2 separate regions of the Sus scrofa genome follow, and region 1 is linked to region 2. A link is a contact called in public HiChIP or PLAC-seq data. All regions are on one chromosome and are shown on one strand. Each heading gives the region's core, a stretch centred on a gene start, on an enhancer-like site or on the middle of the called end of the contact. The rest is flanking DNA. Distances are from core to core; before and after follow the strand shown. Region 1 holds the start of SEL1L (protein sel-1 homolog 1). Region 2 holds the start of GTF2A1 (transcription initiation factor IIA subunit 1).

Region 1 (3,965 bases), core at 1,077-3,576, 270 kb before region 2:
TTTGTGACTGTTCTCTAAACACTTGTAGAAATGAGGATTAATAAGGACTGGCCTGAGCAGAGAAGGCTCAGCCAAGATGAAATGCAAGTAAAATTGGAAAGATGACAGGGTTGTAGCTAAGAAGAAGGAGCAAGGGCAGTGGGGAGAGGATAAGGGAGCCTCTGAAAAGGCAAGTGAGCGTTAATTTGCAAATCTGGAAAACAGTAAAAGAGAAGTTAGACATTAGTCTTTGTAGTACAGGATTTTTTTTTTTTTTTAAGGCTGCACCGGAGACATGTGGAAGTTCCCAGGCTAGGGGTCAAATTGGAGCTACAGCTGCCAGCCTATATCACAGCCACAGCAACACCGGATCCAAGCCATATCTGCGACCTACACCACAGCTCACAGCAATGCTGAATCCTTAACACACTGAGCAAGGCCAGGGATCAAACCCACGTCCTCATGGATACCAGTCAGATTCTTTTCTGTTGTGCCACAAGGGAACTTCTGAAGCACAGGACTTTAAGGATAAGAAGGACTCAGTAAAGAAAAAGATGAAAAAAAAAGTTGGGTCTTAACCAAGCAGTGAAATTTCCCAATCTTATCAATCAAATAATCACTGTTTTGGGAGTTCCCATTACGGCTCAGTGGAAACCATGACTTGGGTTCAATTCCTGGCCTGGGAATGTCCGTATGCCTGAAAAAAAAAAAAAAAAAAAAAGGCAGAAGGCCTTTTTCTGTGGAAGGCAGAAGTTTCTTCCCCAGTACTGCCCCAAGAAAGTAGAACTGTCAGCACAAGTTTCTGTTTTGTCAATATAAGCCCTAGTATTTTTTGATTCTGTGGCAAAGGTGGCCATTAAAATTTTTTGAACAAGAATATGAAAGCAGTGTTTAAGGAAAGTTAATGTGGCCACAGCGCACGATTTAGGTTAGAATGAAGAAAGAATGGTTTGGGTGAATATGGCTAGAACTTGGGCACACCAGGCAACTAAGGGAAAATTAGAGCCAGCAGGGACGTTTTCGTGAGAAAGAGGAAAATGGTCACATAATATACCAGAGTTTACTCTATGATTTAAAACCAGAGGACCTCTTAGGAAGCAGTGTTAGTGATAGAAAGAGAGATGAGTGCCAAAGAGATAGTAGTGAAAAAGAGCACACTTCTTCACGGGACAATATTTTTCCTTCATCTCCTCCATTGTGAATGTTGAGTAATAGTTTTTTTTAATCCTCTTCTATGAAATAAGGTTGGGTATCAAGACATGTTGGCCAGTGTGGACTTCTCCAAAACCCTGAACTCAGGCTGTCTAGGTTCCAGATCTAAGAGCTGACTGTGGCTGGATACTAAGCAAAGCAAAATGACACAAATTGAGGAAGGGTCAGGAATACCAAGCCACTGCCCTATTACATAGTGGGAGCATGCCTGGAGTTGGTACTTGATAACACAAGACTATTTCCACTCCTGCACTGCAATCGCTGTCACCTTTATCTCCAAATACATCAATCTAGACTTCTGAACCTAGTCAATGTAGGATCTAGGTAGTCAATGTAGGATCTAGGTAGTCAATGAGGAAGGGAGCAATGTAACTCGGAATGCAAGAGAAAAGGAATGCGTACAGGCGTTTGAAAGGGTTTTGTAAAGACTTTTGGCCTCTTTTTCGCAGGCACTTATTATCTGGTAGCCCTCCGTTAAAATGAATACTAGCATTGACAAGGTCTGTACGAGGTGGGGTTTATTTCCTTTTGTTTAGGGAAAAGGAAAACCAAGTGAGTTCCATCCTGGTATTGTTTTCGTTTACGATAAAAAATACCTCGAATTCAGTCTTGTTGTTGTATTTTTCCTCAGTACTGATATCTATATCCAATACAAATTTTCTAAATAAAACAAAGGGGAAGAAAAGCTGAATACATTACAAACTCTTAACCTTATAATGTGTTTCATTATATTTATTTGGCTCAAAAACAAAAAAACTGCGAGTTCACGGCCTTGAGTTAGTGTCTAGCCCAAGTGTTTAAGTTTTCTTAACTTGAAGAGCCACCAGCGCTTTTAAACATTGCCCCCCCCCCCACCATGGACTACGATTCCCAAGAGAACACACCGAGAGAGGCCCATGAAGTGCATTGTGGGAATTGCAGTCCTGAGTGACGATTTTTTCCCAACCCTGGACTCCTGCTCGGATTCCGGGAGGGTAGGACACAGGAGCTACCAATTAGCTGGGGCCATGTCGGTGAGACCGTGGTCCAATCGGAAAAGCCGGTGTGAGGGGCTCGCATAATGATTGGCCAATGCCTGACCCCGGAGGCGGGGCAATAAGGTGGGCGGGAAGGTCGCGGCGATTGGGCGAGGAGCCCGCGGCGGCGGGCGGAGATTGGCTGCGAGCTGGGGAAGGGAGGCCTGGGAAGGGGCGGAGGAAGGAGGCCAGAGCAGGAAGAACAGCGGCGAGGCGGCGGCGGCGGCTGAGTCGGTGGTGGCTGAGGCAGAAAGCGACAGCTCCAGGGGGTGCAGCGGCCCTGAGAGCAGGATGCGGGTCGGGGTCAGGCTGACGCTGCTGCTGTGTGTGGTGCTGCTGGGTTCGGCCTCGGTGTCTTCGGGTCAGTATCCGCCCCCTCGGACTGGAGGCCAGGAGCCACCGCCCCCCGGCCTCCATCCCGGGGCAGGGCCGTGGGGGCTCCGGCTGGAGACTCCACTCTCTCTGGTCACAGCTCGCATTTGCTCGTCACTTGCTGTCATTTCTGGGGCTTGGGTTGGCCTGGGCCGGAGCAAGTGTTTAGGGGAGCGTGAGAGGGGAGGAAAAGAAGGGGCGGTCACCCTGCCTACACCTCTCCTCACTTCACAAACTTTACACGACTCGTCACGAGTGAGGAATTGGCTTCATGGGAATGATCCGGACAGCTGGCTTAGACCTCCAGTGACATAGGAGCTCTACCGGAGCTTCCACGAAGCTCGTGTAGATTGTGTGCTGCATCAGTTTCGAAACTCTGGATTTGGGATTTGTAAATTTAGTGATTGACACACCTGGGGTTGTCACTGGGCAGAGCCGGATCCATCAGAACCAGGATGTCCACAGTTTTTTGGTGGGTTTGTTTAGCAACTGAGGTGGTCTTGTCTCTGTCTCTCTAAAAACGAAGACTTTTTATTTAATTGTGCCTACTGTCTACCCATTTTAAAGAAATACTCCTAAGAGAGTGGTTTTTACCTCTCTCACAGTTTGAGTTGCCCCATGTTTTCTGAGAGTAACTACCATTTCTGAAAAAAAATCTTGGTGCTTAATAAATGTAAAGTGGATAGCATCTAGTTTTAACTTTTTACGTAGGTACAGAAATTCGTATGCTTTTGAATTGATTTTCCAGTTAGATGATTTATACTCTGGTCTTGAAATGATCATTTCCCTTTTTTTAATAGTTTAATCTGCCTACACTTGAAAACGTCTATTTTGAGAGTGTTGGTAACGAAATACTTAGTGTTTCTAACTGTTGGTAGAGAAACAATTAGTACAATAAAGCTTTTGAATTTTAATCAGTTTCAGTTCACAAAACAGCTGTTCTGTGGCTTTAAATTTTTTTGGAACAAGGCAGGGTATAAATGTCAACTTTTTTTCCAACAGAAAATTTCCCAGATGGTTATTTGAATCCTCAAATTATCTGTCCTAGTTGTAAGTCAATGCTGTAACGTCATTCTGCTTCTAAAATAAGAGGTCTAAACCTAAAATTTTATCCATAATGTAGCTTAAGATACCATTTCAAAAGCAACGAGCATATGCCAGTTACTTTCCTGCCAACATCATGCTTTGAGGTCTGCTCCCCACCTCCCCTTTTAGTGTTGATTTGTGTTTATGACCATATCTTTAAAACACTGTGTAACTTCTGAAGCACTGCTAGCTAGCAGTTTGATCTAAGAGGTATGGAATGAAACGGTTGAGTGTAGTGAGTAAAGTACCCTAAGGACTGTGAGCCACCTGCCTCAGAATTCCTCTTAAGGGTTTGTTATA
Region 2 (4,370 bases), core at 1,013-3,512:
TTTATATCCTCCAATATAAAACATTTAAAAAAAAAGATTCATCTAGAAGAGAGCACTATTATGTAACTAAGTACATGATACTACAAAGTACAAGTTCACAAACTGAAAAGCCAGTATAAATGTTTCACGTAAGGAACTGCTAAAATGAGAACAGTTATTTAAGCTTTCAGGTACAATGAAGAAAAAGTTCACATACAAACAATTTAGTGCAATGCTACAGTCAATCTTAAATGGGAAGAGTTTTCTGTTCACAAATGTTCAGTTTTGTGAATTCATGAACTTTAGCCTCCAAATTATTCAGACCCACCATTTTGGTGAAAGATCAGAAAATGTCTTTTTCTGAAACTAAACTGGCTGACACAAACGTATCCCAACTGAAGAAATCCTATAGCTAAATGAAGATTGTAAAACAATAAACTGGAATGTAATCCATGATGGTTTACTTGGTAGTCATACTGTGGGGTGAAGAGAAGACATTTGGGAAAACTTTAATCAAGGTATTGTTGCAAATTAGAGTGTGTAAAGAGAAGCTGATGCAGAGCCTCCAAGGAGTCTGAAGGTCTTAAATGGAGGTCATAAATAGGTTTTTTCCCCTTTTAAATTCAAGAACTATATTCAATTATTTCATAGGTCAGACCCAATCAGAGAATACCTGTCCTTATTCTCTTTAGGAATATTTCTGAGGGAAGTAAATCTCATATATTCTACCCCATGTCCTGTTTGCAGTGATCCTAGTTTTAACTGATGTCAAAACACTTGATCAATTTAGTTAAGAATACTAAGTGATAGGGAAGAAAAAGAGGTGAAAGGTGAGGGATTCCATGTACAAACAGTACTACTTAAATAAGGAGGTAAAAAGTCCTCTTAAAATGGTAAGAAATTAAAGACATGGGTTAATTTAACTTTTCGGGCCAATGGTCACTTGAATATTACATGAATTACAAATGGTGATGGAATCATAATTTTATATAATAGTATAGGACAATATGATTTCCTATGGTCTTATCTCTTTCAGTGTTCCCAAAGAGGCCACTGTGCAGGGAACTGAAAAGCAACTGATCTTTCTCAAATCTTCTTTCAGGAGCATAAGTTTGACATTTTGTTTTGCTTTGCTTTTTGAGGATCAACTCCCTCACTTGTCCAGACTGCATTCCATGTCACTCGCAATTCCTAGGGACAAGAAAATTAGGAACTGTTGAGTTCTGTCTTCTAAACAGAGTATTCCGTTTTGCGTGAAATGCTGATATAAAGGCGGGATTAGCTTGGGCAGAGCAGGTCAAACGCCTACTGAGTTGCCCTTGAATACATGGCCATTTTCTACCTGCTCTCTTGCAGCCATGAGAGTTGATGGGTCAAGGGCAAGTATTCAAGATGTTAGCACGTGCTGAACATATGGAATCACTGAATTTTTGCAACATTTAAAAAAAAAAAAAACCAGGAAAAGTTGTGCGGTCATAATCCAGGTGGTGACCTTTTTTGGGGGGTTAGTTTTAACATTTCTACCACCTTGAGAAGTTATTTGAAGTAAGTGGGCTTGGAGAGGCCGGGACTCTGGGGAACGGAAATTTAAAGAGACTTTGTAGTTGTACTGATGGAGACAGACAACTCTGCTGGCTTCAGGGATTATTAATTGTGGAATGTAATAATATGTAATAATTGTTGAATGTAGTAAGAGGGGAACCAAATCAGTTCCCTTTCAGGAACTCATACACAATTTTGCAAGCGAAAGGCCCACCCTCAGCAAGGCGTGCTAACGCTTCAGCAACTAGGAGTCTGACCTTAGCTCACGCTCGGAGATGACTCCGCACTTAAAACTTTTGCCGGAAGCCGGGCCACGTGACCCGCCCTTTTCCACAGCCATGCCTAGCGGGGCAGCCGCCAGAGCTCCTACATTTCCTAGCCCCTCCAGCGTGGGACAGCTCAGAATCTCCCGACAGGAGGCGGAATCAGCTAGGTTTCGACTCGAGCGTCGCCACAACTCACGCTTTTCTCCAACAGAGCTTTGCAAGTTCTTCATCCCAAAACAGCAGCCGGAGACTTCCGCCTGGTTGCCGACCACGTGATCACGCGACATTTGGGGAGACCGCGGTCGGACTTCCCTACTTAAGTCCCCGGGTCCCGCCCACACAACACCCTCCCCTGAGCGTGACGACGCGGCTCGCGGCGGCCTCCGCCCCGGCGCGCCTGCGCACGCGGCTCTCGCGGTGTCTTGCGCTCAGCCCCGCCCACCTCTGCCCCCGCCCTTTCCGCCCCTCCCTCCCCCTCCGCCCTGTCTCTCGGCGGCAGCGGCGGCAGCGGCGGCTCGCGCAGCTCGTTGGCTCACTATATAAAGGGAGAAGCGGGCGGACCGGACGGCTGGAGCTGCAGCCGGTGGCGGCAGCGGCGGCGCGGGGAGCGGCGACCAGTGGTGGTTTCCCTCCTTGGCGCGGGGTGGGGAGCGGGCAACGCCCCCCAAACCCCAGAAGGGTCGTGCCCTTTTTTTTTTTAAGGGCGATCCTCGAGTTTTTAGCTCCGGGAGGACTGCCCCCTCCTCTTCCTCCCCTCGCCGATCCCCTCTAATCCAGCAGGATCCGATTTTGTTTAAAATTCCCCCCCCAATTTTGCGGTGGCTTGGGTCACCCTCTGGGTGTTTTTTTTTTTTTTTTTCGTTTTGTTTTTATCTTGTTTTCTCGGGGCTTGCCCCCCTCTTGTTTGTGTTGTGTGTGGAAATGGCGAACTCGGCAAATACAAACACCGTGGTAAGGACGTGGTTCGGTGGCCGGCGGGGGCTTCGTTCAGGCGGCAGCAACGGCCGGACCGGGCGGGGGCGGGGACGGCGGCGACTCCCGGCCTCAACTCTCAGCTGCCCGCGCGGCTGCCGCCGCTGCCGCCGCCGCTTCCCGCCTCGGGCGGAGCGGGCCGGGGCGCGGGGCGGCGGGCGCGGGGGGGTGCCGAGGGCTCGGGGCCGCGGCGGCAGGGAGGGCGGGGGTGCCGGCGGGGCCTGGAACTGCCGCGGGGCGGTCCGGGCCGCTGAGGCGGTTGAGGCCGGGATGAGCGCGCGGCCCTGGCCCCAGACCCCATCCGCCAGGAGGGAGGGCGGGAGGGGAGCCTCCGCTTCCTCCCCGAAGCGGGTCCTGCCGCGCTGGCTGGAGAAGGGCTCTCCGAGCAGCCTCAAAACAAAAACCGTGTCTTGGGAACTGGGCGAATCCCCAAGACCCACCGCGATCCACTTTAACGCAGTGGAAGGCTAATGGCTACTTGGGGGTTACTTTGGGTGTTGTGGCGGGTTGTGCTTAGGAGGCTTCACTGGGGCCATTTTACGTTTAAGAAAAAAAAAAAAAAAAAAGGACGAAGGTTGAAAAGCACTTATCTCGGTTCCTTCCGAATCGGTAAAATGGCGAAGGGGAAGCAACCCCCCCCATCGTATCTTCGACTAGCAAAAACACCAAAACAAACAAAGCTTACAGTGGTCAAAGTGCCCCCACTTTCGCCTCGAAATTTGCCTACTTCTCACCGTTTGTCCCTTTTTTCTTACTTGCGATCACGTAGGTTTGCAAAAAGCAGTCACATAAATAACCTTTTCAGTCACCAACGCAATGTGATCACTAGTCCACCCCACTCTCTTATTTTTATTGTGACAATAAAACACGTTTTTGCCCGGTCCCAAATGCAGACAAGCCCGCGGCCGCCCGACTCCGTACCGTTGACGACTCGGGTCGATCCATCATGGCTGCGGCCGCTTACCCTGCCTTTCAGTCCCTGAGCCTTGTGGTCCTCCTCCCTTTGGCTGCCCTGTTTATATAGAGCCATTGCCGCTCTCTAATATAGACTCTGCCAGGATGGGAAGGTGCTTTTCAGGCCTACGTCACCGCCTCTCCATTTAAACACCAGATCCGGCTTTAAATAGTGAGAGCTGCTGAGAGCGGGGCTGGGAGGTGCGTGCTCTCGAGGCGAGAGGCAGGCGTGTGTAGAGCTCAATTTATTTCCAAGTCCTTTCGTACTCTAATTTCATACCCAATCGGGGCTGCTTTAGGAGCCCTAAGTTTTTGTTTTGATGCAGCAGCTGGGACTTAACCTTTGTTAGGGGAAAATAGAATTGCTGTCCCTTTTTATTTTGTGTTTTGTTTTTAAAGAGAATTTTAGCTTAGATGTCTTAATTGTTCCTGTATTGAGAAGATGCATGCATTATTTTTTTTTGTTTTTTGTTTGTTTTTGAAAAGCTTTAGGCATTACCTGTTAGCTGTAGAGGATTTGATTTTGGTAGTGCTTTGTTTATCAAGTATTCAGGGAATGTTAGACTATAGCTCGTAATACTTCATTATTTTTCCTATAATAAATATTTGAGACACGAAGCTTTTCAAAGTAGATAAGTATCTAAAGCTTTGACATAG

The links. HiChIP or PLAC-seq counts read pairs in DNA pulled down with a chosen protein or histone mark.
Region 1: an H3K27ac HiChIP or PLAC-seq map of alveolar macrophages shows a contact between it and region 2. The contact joins the promoter of SEL1L here to the promoter of GTF2A1 in region 2. A contact is called at or near these places in 2 of 5 promoter capture datasets (fetal liver and liver), 6 of 47 Hi-C or Micro-C datasets (alveolar macrophages, blood, heart right ventricle and 2 more) and 2 of 2 datasets of contacts at active chromatin or transcription factors (alveolar macrophages and skeletal muscle).

Annotation. Positions count from the first base shown.
Region 1 is chr7:104,281,611-104,285,575 of Sscrofa11.1, reverse strand. SEL1L (protein sel-1 homolog 1) reads left to right here and starts at 2,326. Exons shown (of 21, transcript XM_021099584.1): 1 at 2,326-2,568. The coding sequence starts at 2,499.
Region 2 is chr7:104,007,210-104,011,579 of Sscrofa11.1, reverse strand. It overlaps GTF2A1 (transcription initiation factor IIA subunit 1), which reads left to right and starts at 2,262. Exons shown (of 9, transcript XM_021099583.1): 1 at 2,262-2,738. The coding sequence starts at 2,709. It overlaps LOC110261640 (a long non-coding RNA gene), which reads right to left and starts at 3,767. Exons shown (of 4, transcript XR_002346024.1): 1 at 3,681-3,767.